Linked DNA regions of Sus scrofa: region 1 is linked to region 2. Evidence: chromatin contacts called from public Hi-C data. All regions are on one chromosome and are shown on one strand. The core of a region is the stretch at or near the end of the contact, and the rest is flanking DNA. Distances in the headings are between cores, read along the strand shown. Region 1 overlaps LOC102158255 (a long non-coding RNA gene). Region 2 has its middle 190 kb from the start of NUDT4.

Region 1 (6,682 bases), core at 2,643-5,142, 150 kb after region 2:
CCACCTGCAGGATGCTTAGCCCACTTCAGTGGTTCAACATCGAGCCTGGGCTCCCTCACATGGCCATCAGGACCCTTCCAGTCCAGCTTCTGCCTTCGTCTTCTGTGTCTCCCACACTCTCACAGTGATACTAAATGACCTGCAGGTTCTGTTCTTTCTCCCCTCTGCTCCAAGGGTATCTTCTAACCTGTGCTTTCATGCAGAAGGGCCCTGCCCACCCTGCCTGCCCATTCTGGCCCAGGTGACTCCTCCTCCTACTTTTCTGCCCCAGGAAGCCTTCTCTGATGTCTCCGACTGGGAGAGGTACCCTTTCCCGCATTCCCTGCCCTCACAAATGACGTTCCTGGCTCCTCCTGTTTGCTTTGCCCTCTTTGTAGCAACTGTATTCAGCGCCTGGTTTATAGAAGGCTTTTGTTACAATGAGTGAGCCCTTGCTTCATGCCTAAAATGGCTCACTCTCTGTCCCTGGGCTTACCCCTCTTGCTGGGGTAAGTTCCTTTCATTTTCAAAATTACCAAACTCTTGTTCTGTGTATTATGTGCCTCTTTGTATTATTATTTATTTCACTAAGTGTAAATTAGGCCTTTCCCAGAAACCAAGTATTTGGGAGAAAGACAGCTTCCGCATTGCTTTATTCCCAATAACTTTAATATCCAGCCTGTGGGCTGCTTGCTCTGTAATGGTCAGTGGAGATGCTGATTTCTGTCTTCACTCCGGTATCTGTCCTCCACCCACCAAATCCCACTCCTCCTTAAAGTTTTCCGCTTCCATGGAATCCTGCAGTGTTTACTGCTTTTATTTTTCTTTGGAACACTTACTAATTCACTATTGTTTACTTTTATTTAGCTACTCTGTATATACCTTGTATCCATACAAGTGTCCTTGTTTTTTTTACACCAAAATTGGGACCATGCCTCATCTTTTTTTTTTTTTTTTTTTTTTTTTTTTGTCTTTCGAGGGCAGCACCCACAGCATATGGAGGTTTCCAGGCTAGGGGTCGAATGGGAGCTGCCACTGCCAGCCTACGCCAGAGCCACAGCAACGCCAGATCTGAGCTGCATCTCTGAACTGCACCACAGCTCATGGCAACGCCGGATCCTTAACCCACTGGCAAGGCCAGGGATCGAACCTGTGTCCTCATGGATACTAGTAGATTCTTTTCTGCTGAGCCATGACGGGGACCCCCCCCACACCGTGTCTCATACTCTTTTTGTAATACTTCCCTACCCTAACATGTAAAATCTTTCTGGTTAACCTCGTCAGATTGAAATGAGCAGGAAAGGAAATGATAGTTTTAAAAAAAGCAGGTGAATGCCTTGCGTATACATTTGTTTGTGAGAATATGATATGTGGGTCTGGTTGGTTTGGGAGTGATGATGTGCAATTACAAGAGTTTTTTTATGGAATATATAAGAATTAGTTGCTTAAATAATTGTACTCATTCATGAAAATGCCAAAAACACTTCGGAGAAGTGGAATACAATTGGTCCAAGATAAGAGGCATGAAACCATTAGTTGGGCTAGAGAGCAGTGACACAGAGTGGGGAGAGCTTGGGCTTCGGCATTAAACCATCTGGTTCCATTCCTCCATCCCCAGTTTACTACAGGACTCAGGCGAGTAATGCAATCATGCCAAACCTCAGCTCCTTCCCTGTATAATAGGACAAAGAGTACCTGCCACTCAGGATTATTGTAACAATTAAATGAGCTAATACATACAGAACACTTCATTTGAGGCTTGGCACAAATTATCCATTAATGATGATGATAAAAATGAGAGCGAACAATAAGAATGCAACATGAGTTTCCTTGTGGCACAGCAGATTAAAGATCTGGCAAAGTCACTGCAGCAGCTTGGATTGCTGCTGTGGCATGGGTTTGATCCCTGGCCCAGAAACCTCCATATGTCATGGGTGTGGGGAGGAAAAAAAAAGAATGCAAGAGATAGAAGAGTAGAATTATTGTTGGTTAGAAATTAAGGAGTTAGGAAGTTTTCATGGGGCCTAAGAAAGGGTATGAATGAAACTGGAGGCTGTGGGGAAAAATGATGAATGAAGTAGTAAAGAGCTGCCCACTGTAGGAGCCAGCAGCTGGGGGTAGAGGGCAGGGAGAGGATGATTCAGATGTGAAAGATTAAAGGTAGGGCTTATTAGAAAGGCATGTAAAAAGAAAGGCAGAAAGTAACAGAGCATGGAGAAGTAGCTGAACTATCTGGAACCACATTGCCACCCATTCAGAAAACACTGAGGGTGCTCTGCCATTTGTCAGACAGCGCGAAAACCAGCTGATCCAGCGTGAGGTCATCCAGTGTGGACAGTGAGTCACGTTGCCACGGAGACCATGGTCAGGGAGGCCGAGAGACAGAAAAGATCTCAAAGGTTATTTCGTGAATCACCTGCTCTGCCCTCTTCACATCTAGGCTCCGTGTCTGTATAAATAAATATTTCTAGCCCAGCAATTTACCAACGCCCACAGAAATACCCAATGGACAACACTTCACCTTTCTGTATCCAGAACAAAGCCCCTTATCATCTCTTCAAAAGTCTTGGGCACCACCTCCTTCTCTATCTTGATAGAGATAGTCCTACATCTATGCTGGAAAAGTTTTCTCTATCTTCTGTTTCTCTTTCTCTCCCATGTTTTGGCATCTGGTCGGTTGTCTCTACAGTAACTCTTGCATTCTTCTTCTTTTCCTCTCGCACTGCAGTTACCTTAGTCCGGGCTTGAATTTACTTACTTACTTAGTCTAGAACTTGAGAGCTGGAAGAGACTTCATTTAACAGAGATTCAGAGCTTAAGCGACTTGCCCAAAGTCACAGAAGCCGCTGGTGGGCCAGTCAAGCCAGTAAGATGAGCCTATGGGTAAACCAATGTTTCTTCCAATTCCTGATGTTTGAGGTGCAAAAGATAGTCACACGGAGTAGGTAGCCCTCATAGTCTCGAAAGGCAAGCTCATGATTTTAACTTGTACCCTCAGCAGGTGATTGCCAAATCAGTCCTCCATCCTAGATCTTTTCCTCAACTTCCTATAGCCTGCTGGACATCTTCAACGGAATGTCCTGCCAACAATTAAAACTCGATATATCTAAATAAAAATTCCTCATTTGCCTCCTCTCCACCCTGAAAGGCAGAGTGTAGCAATGAATTAAGAATCAGGATCTAGAGTCTAATCTTATTGCTGCCATTTACTAAATTAGCCCCATGAAGCCTCAGTTTCTTTAGCTATAAAATGGAAAGAACAGCAGTACTTACTCAACAGGACTATTGGGAGAAGTAAGGGACACAGTAATTATACGAAGCATTTAGCATGTGTTCCTGATGTAGTGAATTGCTCAATAATATTAGGAAACGGGCAACATTATCTTCAACTCTTCTTTCTTGCTCCCCAAAACCAATCAGTTGCTGAGTCCCTAGACTCTATGCCTGAAGGATCACTTCCATTCAGCTGCTCCTCTCCTTACTGCCAGGGAAATGAGAGCCTTGGCTGATAATTAGTGGACTTACAAATAATCATACCCTGACTGCCACAAAAATAACTTTCTTCTCCACCCAATTCGTTCCTCCCCTCCCTAGTTTTCTCTTGGAGGACCTGGGTTGCTCAAGCAGAAGTCATATGGATTGTATTTCCTCTGAATAGCTCACCATGTAGCACAGTAATATCTCTGCACCTAATTAAATGAGTCAGGTCAAGTTTTCTGCAAGTTTTCTTCCATCGCAGCACTAACATTCACATTCAGTGTATTGCCTTATGTAACACAATTTCCTGCTTTCAGCCCAAAATAAATAAAAAGGAACCTTGCCAATGAAAAACCAGTTAGCCCAGCCTGCTTTGCTTTGCCCAACCCCACACTCTATGTCAACTGTTCCATTATAGTTTGTCTGTTTACAGGGAAGCTGCCAGTGTCTAAGACGCGAGGCATTCAGACAATTGTTCAGACAATGGATTCACAGTACCTAGAATCCCTGTGACTCAGTTTTCCACAAATGTGCTATTAGGGGAAATGTTCACAGATCAGCAACTGTGGACTTTTGCTGGCCGCACAGACTCTGCTGATGTGCACAATTCCAAACTGCAAGCAGTTTCCCCACTGGAAACAATGAGACTCACAGCATTACACAGTTGGCAGAGAATTTTAGAGATAACTTAATCTACCCCTTTGTTTTGGACACAACCCCGTTTAAACTATTTTGGACAGATAAAATCCATGCTATGTTAATGAATCTTCTTCAATAACTGCTTTCAAATATCCCTCCCCTCCAAATCAGGGAGTAATTCCCTCTGTCTGAAGCAGACAGTATGGTTTGCTAGTCAAGAGCCTCTGCCCACTTTCTCCTGTCTGGTAAAGAGCCAGTTTGAAGGGGTTGCCCATCCCTTCCCTACATGTCTCGGGATTAATTTTTGATCAGTCTGAGCTTGCCAGTGATTGGCTCAGAAGGGGCAGGGGACCCAGTTCTGTGCAATAAAGTGTAACGAGAGCTTAGCAAAAGGGATTTTCTAAGGATATTCTCCTGCTCCTAAAAAAAAACTTATAGGAAAAATAATCCTTATTTTTAGCGAGGCATGATACTAGAGCTGTGGGAGCTCCCTTGCATCCATGAAGGGAGCCAGCCAAAGGCCAAACCAAATAGTGAAAGAAATATAGAAGGACTCTGGATATTTGATGATGTCATTAAGCTGCTGAATCAACCAACCTGCGAGCCAACCTACCCCAGGATTTCTTGTCATGTGAGATAGTAAATTTTCCTTACTGGTATGTACTGGTGACTATAAATTGGTACCTTGGTTGGCCAGATCTTCGTGGGAGATGGACATTCAAATCTCCATATCCAGATAAAAGTCATTCCAGAGAATGGAACAATATTTCCTATGTAAGCATTTAGAAACATGAACGGTAAAGAGTAGACTCTACTTTGATCAAGCGTGCCAAACTGAAATTATTTCTTCTTTGATAGAATTAGTAGATAGTAGATTACATATCAGAGAAAGTCATAGAAATACTTGATTTCAGCACACATCAGATAAAACTGCTTATAATATTTTGGTCAACAAAACAGGAAAATAGTGGAGAAAGATGCAGATACTGAAGAAGCATAAGATGCTAGTGGAAGACTGGTTGGTTGGCAGGTCATGGCATTGTAAGGGTGCCATGACAGACAGCAAGCAGATGTCAGTACAGGCAAGCAGCCAACATGGAGGAGGCTTACAAGTGTCTAATACAAACAGTGGGGCAAATTAAAAGCATGCTGGGAATAGGGTGCAAATAACTGGAAACCTTGGTAAGCAAGGATTGGCATCACAGAAAGATTGACAGGTTACAAGCTTCCAATTTTCGTGTTGGATTTTAGGAGGAAAAAATTATTGTATGGGGACTTTGGGGAAATAAATGAACAGAACCCAAGTTTAATTATTTTTAAAAAGTGGAAGTGCTCTAATCATAGGATAATCGGAGTTAAAAAGCAACTCATCAAGATAGTAATTTAAGAATAGGCCACATGGCAGAAGCTTAGTTGTTATACCTTGGAAGAGAGCCAATACTATACCAGGAGGAAACATGACCCAAATCTGAGTTCTGCAGTTTTAGTCTGGAGACCTTCAGATTCCTAGGATTGTTCCCAGACACACGGGGAGGCCAAGCCCATAGATGGAAATCTCTAGAGCTTCAGCCATAGGGAGAGTAGATAATACAGAGGAAAGGAATCAGGAAAGGCTTAGCCAAACCCTGTTGATTAATTAATGGATTCATATCAGCTTTGTGGAAAATCTCAATTATTTGTCTGAGACCTTTGTCCATGACCCCGACCTATTCAAATATTTTTATTATGAACTTGAATGAAAACAAAGAAGACATGAAAATCAGATGTGTGGATAACACAAAGTTGGAAAAAACCACTAATACGTTGGATTCAATAATCAAAAATTGAGCCTCGTTGAACCCACAACTGGTTAGTAGCTGTGGCTCTTACCACTTTTACAATTAAATACATACAGCAACAGAAGAATGTTCAAAACTCACCATGTGGTATACTGGAACCATGACCAAGGACTGGCCCTTGCGAGAAATGCGGAGGAATTTCCTTGAATTGCAAGAGATTAGTGGTAGGTAGCTCCCGTGTACTCAGGAGGGGGAACCATCCTGATGGAAAGGGTTTGTCTCTCACCTCTTTCTGTCTTTGAATTCCATCCAGGAATATAGTCCATTTCAGGTCATTTTCTCTGTGTGCGTGCGTGTGTGCGTGTACGCACACGTGTGTATGGTGAGGCCACTCAGGATGACGTTTTTTTTCTCTATATATATGCCCTGCTTGACCGGTGCCTGCTTCACTTACTCACATGACTCACCTTCCTACATACCTGCCCCCGCCCCAGCTAGTGATTGTTCTGATCTCCTTGTGTGTGTGTGTGTGTGTGTGTGTGTGTGTTGGGGGGGTGCACAGCTGCGGCATATGGCAGTTGCAAGGAGGAGAGAGGGATTGAACCCCCAGCATAGCAGGAACCCAAGCCGCTGCAGTGACAGCGCTGGAACCTTACCCCACTGTGCCACAAGAGAACTCCCTATTCTGAGATCAGAACATCTCCACCCTGACAGCTTATCAAAGGGGTAGTGAGGGGCCTCCCCTCTGCTGTTTCCCTGATAACTGATGTCAGCCTGACATCAATGCCTCCCCCTGCCCTCAGGGAGTA
Region 2 (6,689 bases), core at 1,903-4,402:
AAGTCCATTGCAATAATTTATTCATTGAGCTTATGAATGATACAACACACATAAATACACATTTATATCCATGAAATTAGAATAAGTATGAATAATATAATAATAACTGATCTCTAACACTTAATGGAGGGCTTACTCTATGCCAGGCACTGTTTCATATATATTTAATGTTTTAAACAATTCTCTCCATAATATCATCCCATTTTACAGTTGAAACAACTTGGGCTCAGGGCCATTAAGTAACTTGTGAAGATTGTAAAGTCAGTGAGTGATTTAAAGGGAAGGAATTCAAACTCAGGCCATCAGGCAGTTCAAGTCCATTGCTAGCCCATTTATTGAGTCCATGATTGAAAAAGGAGCACATACCTTAAGACCCTTTTGATTCCATCTGTTGGGAAGTTATCAAATGTACTGATTTGATTAGAACATTTTATTGCATTTGCAAGATAGTTGTCATAAGAAAAAGCTAAATCCACAATGCTGACAATGTGAAGGGGACCCCCTCCGATGTGATCGTTTTGTGCAGTGCATAACCTGCGCAAAGATACACGGGTGGCCCTATGTACACACACACAGCACACACATGGGTACTTTTGCAGACATGGCAGTTTTATGAAGGAAAAAACCAGACTGCTGTAGTTTAAAAGGAGAGGGGAACCTAGTTTTCAGAGGTAAACAGACTGATCTGATGTTGGCAACAGCTCTTTCTACATGCCTCAGTTTTATATCAAATCTTATATGAATCTCTGGAAATTGTTGTATTTGTACACAGTACAAAAGTGCCCTACTTTCACTTGTCTTTTCTCCTCCTCTGGGGAAATAAACATTTAATTCACATTGGAACAGTGTGGCCTACGTATATACATTCATATATATGTGTTAAGGTGGAGGCGGGGAGGAAAAATAAATAGAACAGTTCACAAACCTAGAAGAGTAAAATTTTATTGTGGAAGATTTCAAAAATATACTGAAGTAGATCAAAAAGCATAATGAACCCCACTTACGCGCGTGAACCTACCAGCCAGCTGTAGCAATTATCAACTAATTATCAGCTAATGACTAGTCTTGCTTCATCTATATTTCTTCTCCGCTCTTACTGAAGCAAATTTTAAATATCATTTTATCCAAAAACATTTAGTACATTTCACTGCAAGGTGTAAACTGATTTTGAAAAACAGCTGTAATTTTATCATTAAATCTCAACAGAAATAGTAATGTCCCTGATGTCATCATATATCTAATCAGTGTTCAAAATTTCAACTGTCTTCCAAACGTCCTAGATTTTCTTTTGTTTGTTGTTTTCACCTTGTGTTTGTTTTAAATGAGAATCAACTAAGTTCAAACACCACATTGGTATAAAGTCTCTGTCTCTTTAAATCGGCAAGTTCTCCCTTCATCTTTCTTTTCCACAGTCTGGATTTCGCTGACATGCTGAGATGGCATCTTCATAATGTAGTTTAACATGTTTCTCTGCAGCAGAATCATTTCTAGGAGGAGTCCAGGCATCTGAATATTCTTTTATGGTAGTTAGGTGAATATGAACCACAGCTAGGCTTGGAAAGACTAGGAAAATCTTAGTGTCTTCTCCCAGATTTCTTAATGTGTTGGTTGAAGAAATGAAACTTTTTTTTTTTGTCTTTTTTTTTAGGGCCACACCTGTGGCATATGGAAGTTCCCAGGCTAAGGGTCATGGCTATAGCTGCTGGGTTATACCATAGCCGCAGCAATACAGGATCCTTAACCCACAGAGCAAGGTCAGGGATTGAACCCGCATCCTTGTGGATCCTAGTCGGTTTGTTACTGCTGAGCCACAACATGAACTCCACGAAACTCTTTCTTGATTATTATAATGAAAACAATATGTCCACCACCTGTTTTTTTGTATTTTTGGTTGGTTGTTTTGGTTTTTTTTGTTGTTGTTGTTGTTTTTAGGGCCGCACATGGAAGTTCCCAGGCTAGGGGTCAAATCGTAGCTGCAGCTGCCTGCCCACACCACAGCCATGGCAACACGGGATGCAAGCCAAGTCTGCAAACTACACCACAGCTCATGGCAACGCTGGCTCCCTAGCGCACTGAACAAGGCCAGGGATCAAACCCACATCCTCACGGATCCTAGCTGGGTTTGTTACCACTGAGCCACAATGGGAACTCCTCCTATCACCACCTGTTGATAGGTAAAGAACCCTTTTTGCTTGTTGAGGGCACATAGAATCCCTAGGGTAAAATTTCCTGTTCTCCAGGAGAACTATTTCTCAGCCAGGCTTGAGAGGGGGCAATAGGCCTGCACTGATGGCACAAGAAAAAAGAGAATCTCCCAAGGGGTGATTTGCTTTCAGCTGGGACCATGTGAGAACCAGTAACCAGCTGGAAAATTGCCAATTAACCAGCAAAGCCTCTATTTTGTGGGCCTGAATAAGCTGGTGCCTGACTTAAGCGAAGTTTAAATAACTGATAAAACCAAATGTTCTATGAATACTGACTGATGTTAGATCTACAGGTCTTTGGAGTTCCTGCTGTGGCGCAGTGCGTTAATGATCTGGCTTGTCTCTGTGGAGGCTCGGGTTCCATCCCCGGCCTGGCTCAGTGGATGAAGGATCTGATATTGCTGCAACTGTGGTGTAAGTCGAGTCACGGTTTGGACTCAGATTCGATCCCTGGCCCAGGAACTTCCATATGCCGTGGGTAGGGCTGAAAAAGAAAAAATAAATCTACATGTCTTCAATGGATTTTGAAATGAACACATTTGATTTATTCTGAGCATTTTTTTTTTCTTTTTTTAAGATTCTGGTTTTGCTGAAGAAGTCAAAGGCCATTAGGTTCTCTGGGCTCAGCTTTACAGCCTACTTCTCTGCAGAATCTATTGCACCAATATCCTTGCTAGGCAGAGGCAGGCTTCATCCTTGCTGTGGAAGAAACAGTGATGCTATCTGTCCTGGGCTGCTCTGCCTCTTGGTCAGCAGCCTGACCTTTCTTGTGTTCTTGAAGATTCAAGATAATTAAAAAATAATAAGCGCATTGCAGTTTCTTGGAAAGGTTGGGGTTTTGAACGTTTCCCTTCCCCATTTCCACCTTGCTCGTCAGCACTTGCCCCATTCCCTGATGTTGCCCTTGCCCGGAGAGGTGTTTGCACAGTGCTTATTATCAGAGAGCCTGGGGTCAAGGTTTGCTCTGCAACCTCACTGTCTATCTGGGTGACCTTGGATAGGCCACTTGATTCTCTGAGCACTGATAGCTTTACCTGTAAATAAAGATTGTATCAAATGCTCTGCTTATCTCATGAAGATGTTGTGAAGACCAAATCAAGAGGCAATGTAAATGGGTATGTGTCTATGTATGACTGATCACTTTGTTGTACAGCAGAAATTATCACGACCTTGTAAATTAATGATACTTCAATAAAATTTACAAGAGTTAATGTAGGTGAAAGGCCTTCATTGAGCTGTAAAGCACTGCCCAGTGCCCTTGCTGCTTGCTGCCTCAACTACATCTGTTCAATCCTGGCTGACCGTGTAGAAGAAGTCACATGAATTTTAGAGGCTAATAAGGTCCCATTGCTTTTTGGCTGTACCATTTTGGGAAATTTGGGCTCTGAGCCTTGGTTTCCTCATACATAAAATGGAGATCATTTTTCTGGTTTTTTTTTTTTTTTTTTTTTAAATGGCCGAACTGGTGGTGTATGCAAGTTCCCAGGCCAGCGATTGAATCCGAGCCACAGCTGTGATTTATGCCGCAGCTTCAGCAATGCAGGATCCTTAACCCACTGAGCTGGGCCAGGGATCAAACCGCATTAACCTGAGCAGCTGCAGTTGGATTCTTAACCCACTGCACCACAGTGGAAACTCCTATCTGGCATTCGTTTACTTACATCTTTATTACTTTACACCACATCCTGACCTACCATCGTTATGCGGACTAACGCTGAAGCACCTCACTTAGATTTGGCAACCAGTAAGGTCTCAGGACATGGTAATTCTTTTTCCTGTTCTGTTCTTGGCGATTGGACAGATGCCTTCCTATATAAAGAAAGATCTCTTCCTCTAGATTGCTGAGGACAGAACTGTCTTCTTGCTCCTCCATCCTTGCCTATGAGGATATTTGCTTATAGGCCAGATAATGCTTTGAATTCTCTTCGTAAGTCTGTGGACTAGGAAATCATATAATGAAGCAGTGCTCTTATATTACTTGGGAATAAAGATTCTTCAACAGCTTGTACAAAAGATTTGGCTGACCGCAAAATTAGCATGAGTCAGCAGAGTAAGGGAGTGAGCAGAAATCAATGAATTTGGGGAAACACTTATGTAAGGTCTAATCCATTCCTCCTCCTGGGCTCATCCTACTTGTGTAGGTCACACTGTATCTGGAGTAAAGGACTCAGTTTAAGATGCTAGGCCCCAGATGAGGAGAGCTGACAAAGATCTTGGGGTTCCATGTGCTTGAGTAACTGTTAGAAAAACCGAGGAAGCGTTCCTGCTATGGCACAGTCAGGTAAAAATCTGGCTGCAGTGGCTTGGTTACTGTGGAGGTGTGGGTTTGATACCTGGCCTGGTGCAGTGGGTTAAAGGGTCTGGCATTGCGACAGCTGTGGCATAGGTCATAGCTGTGGCTTGGATTCAATCCCTGGTCCAGGAACTTCCATATGCCATGGGTATGGCCACAAAAATAAAATGAAATAAAAAGAAAAAAGAAAAGAGAAGAAAAACCGAGGATACTTAAACTGCAGAAGGTATGTTTTAGGAGAGATATGTTGCTGTCTTTTGTTTTTTGAAGGGGCTGAGCAATTAGAGAAAATAGAACACCACCACTTTGCATTTAAGTAGAAGAACAAATTTCTAAGGACTATGTACAGGCATGCATTTGAAGTTAGGTGATTCAACAGGGAGAAATTTGAGACAGTAGAAGTTTTTTTCTTTAATTACTCAGATGAATTTATCACATCTGTAGTTGTATAATGATCATAACAATACAATTTCACAGGATTTCCATCCCACAGCCCAAGCACATCCCCCCTCCCCCCAAACTGTCTCTTCTGGAGATCATAAGTTTTTCAATGTCTGTGAGTCAGCATCTGTTCTGCAAAGAAGTTCAGTCTGTCCTTTTTTCAGATTCCACATGTCAGTGAAAGCATTTGATGTTGGTGTCTCATTGTCTGACTGACTTCACTTAGCATGATAATTTCTAGGTCCATCCATGTTGCTAAAAATGCCAGTATTCCATTCATTTTAATGGCTGAGTAATATTCCATTGTGTGTATGTGCCACATCTTCTTGACCCACTCCTCTGTCGATAGACATTTAGGTTGTTTCCATGTCTTGGCTATTGTACAGAGTGCTGCAATGAACATTGGAGTACATGTGTCTTTTCGAGTCATGGTTTTCTCTGGATAGATGCCCAGGAGTGGGATTGCTGGATCAAGTGGTAGTTCTATGTTTAGTGTTCTGAGGGATCTCCATACTGTTTTCCACAGTGGTTGCACCAATTTACAATCCCCCCAACAGTGTAACAGGGTTCCTTTTTCTCCACACCCTCTCCAGCAGTTATTGTTTGTAGACTTTTTGATGATGGCCATTCTGGCTGGTGTAAGGTGGTACCTCCTAGTGGTTTTGATTTGCATTTCTTGAATAATGAGTGATGTTGAACATCTTTTCATGTGTTTTTTGGCCATCTGTATGTGAGACAGTAGAAGTTACAGTGGGTTAGTTCTAACGGTATTTTTATTTCTATTCCTGCTTCAAACTCTGGGCTGTTGTAAGTATTGGGGTATTACATGGGCTATTCCAACACATTTAAAACTGGGCCTCCCTACGTCCAGTCTCACATGGCATTATATACAAACGATATCCAAAACAATATTGAAATTAGGAGTTGGAAAGTAATATGATCACAAATATACCAGAAAATAGACAGCTAACAAGGAACGATCACATACAACTTTGTCAATTAACTGAAATATGCAAAATTGCCAATTCTCTAGAAAACTGTAGTTAATTAAAACTGATTAAAAAGAAATAAATGGGAGTTCCTGTCATGGCTCAGTGATTAACAGATCTGACTAGGAACCATTAGGTTGTGGGTTCAATCCCTGACCTTGCTCAGTGGGTTAAGGATCCGGTGTTGCCGTGAGCTGTGGTGTAGGTTGCAGACGTGGCTTAGATCCTGCGTTGCTGTGGCTGTGGTGTAGGCCACTGGCTACAGCTCTGATTCGACCCCCAGCCTGGAAACCTCCATATGCCGAGGGAGCAGCCCTAGAAATGGCAAAAAGACCAAAATAAATAAATAAATAAATAAATTTTAAAAAATAAAAATAAATAAATGACCTAAATCCTATGACCTCGAAAGGCATTAAATTGCTGATTAAATCTACCCAAATTATGACTAAAGATATGAATAGTTTCTTACAGGTGAGTCTTACCAAACTTCTAAGGAATATATAGTCCCAGTCTTCTATGAACTGTTCTGCAAAATATAAATAGGCTATGAAAAGAAAGAATACTCCCAAACTCATTTTATTAGACTGGCACAAACTTGAATCCAAAATAAGGCAAAAATTATAGCGAAAATTGAGTCAAATTCATTTTTAAATATAAAGGTATAAATTCTAATGAAATTGAGAAAAAAAAACCAAAAACCAAACCCCACTAATACGCTATGACTGAATTGGGCTTATCTCAAGAGAGCAAGGCTAGCTTAAT

What was found. A called contact is a pair of places that touch in the nucleus more often than the background predicts.
Region 1: a Hi-C map of liver shows a contact between it and region 2, with 6 times the contacts expected there. The contact joins two enhancer-like sites. A contact is called at or near these places in 2 of 47 Hi-C or Micro-C datasets (fetal skeletal muscle and liver) and 1 of 2 datasets of contacts at active chromatin or transcription factors (skeletal muscle).

Annotation. Positions count from the first base shown.
Region 1 is chr5:90,069,264-90,075,945 of Sscrofa11.1, forward strand. All of the region lies in intron 1 of LOC102158255 (a long non-coding RNA gene), which reads left to right. Among named protein-coding and RNA genes, the nearest start is that of EEA1, 59 kb to the right of the region's middle. Within about 2 kb of position 3,893, at least 18 of the 83 cell types and tissues checked have an H3K27ac peak or open chromatin away from gene starts, as enhancers often do. A contact at or near this core is called in liver, where this site is marked.
Region 2 is chr5:89,917,294-89,923,982 of Sscrofa11.1, forward strand. No RefSeq gene overlaps it. Among named protein-coding and RNA genes, the nearest start is that of NUDT4, 190 kb to the left of the region's middle. Within about 2 kb of position 3,153, at least 4 of the 83 cell types and tissues checked have an H3K27ac peak or open chromatin away from gene starts, as enhancers often do. A contact at or near this core is called in liver, where this site is marked.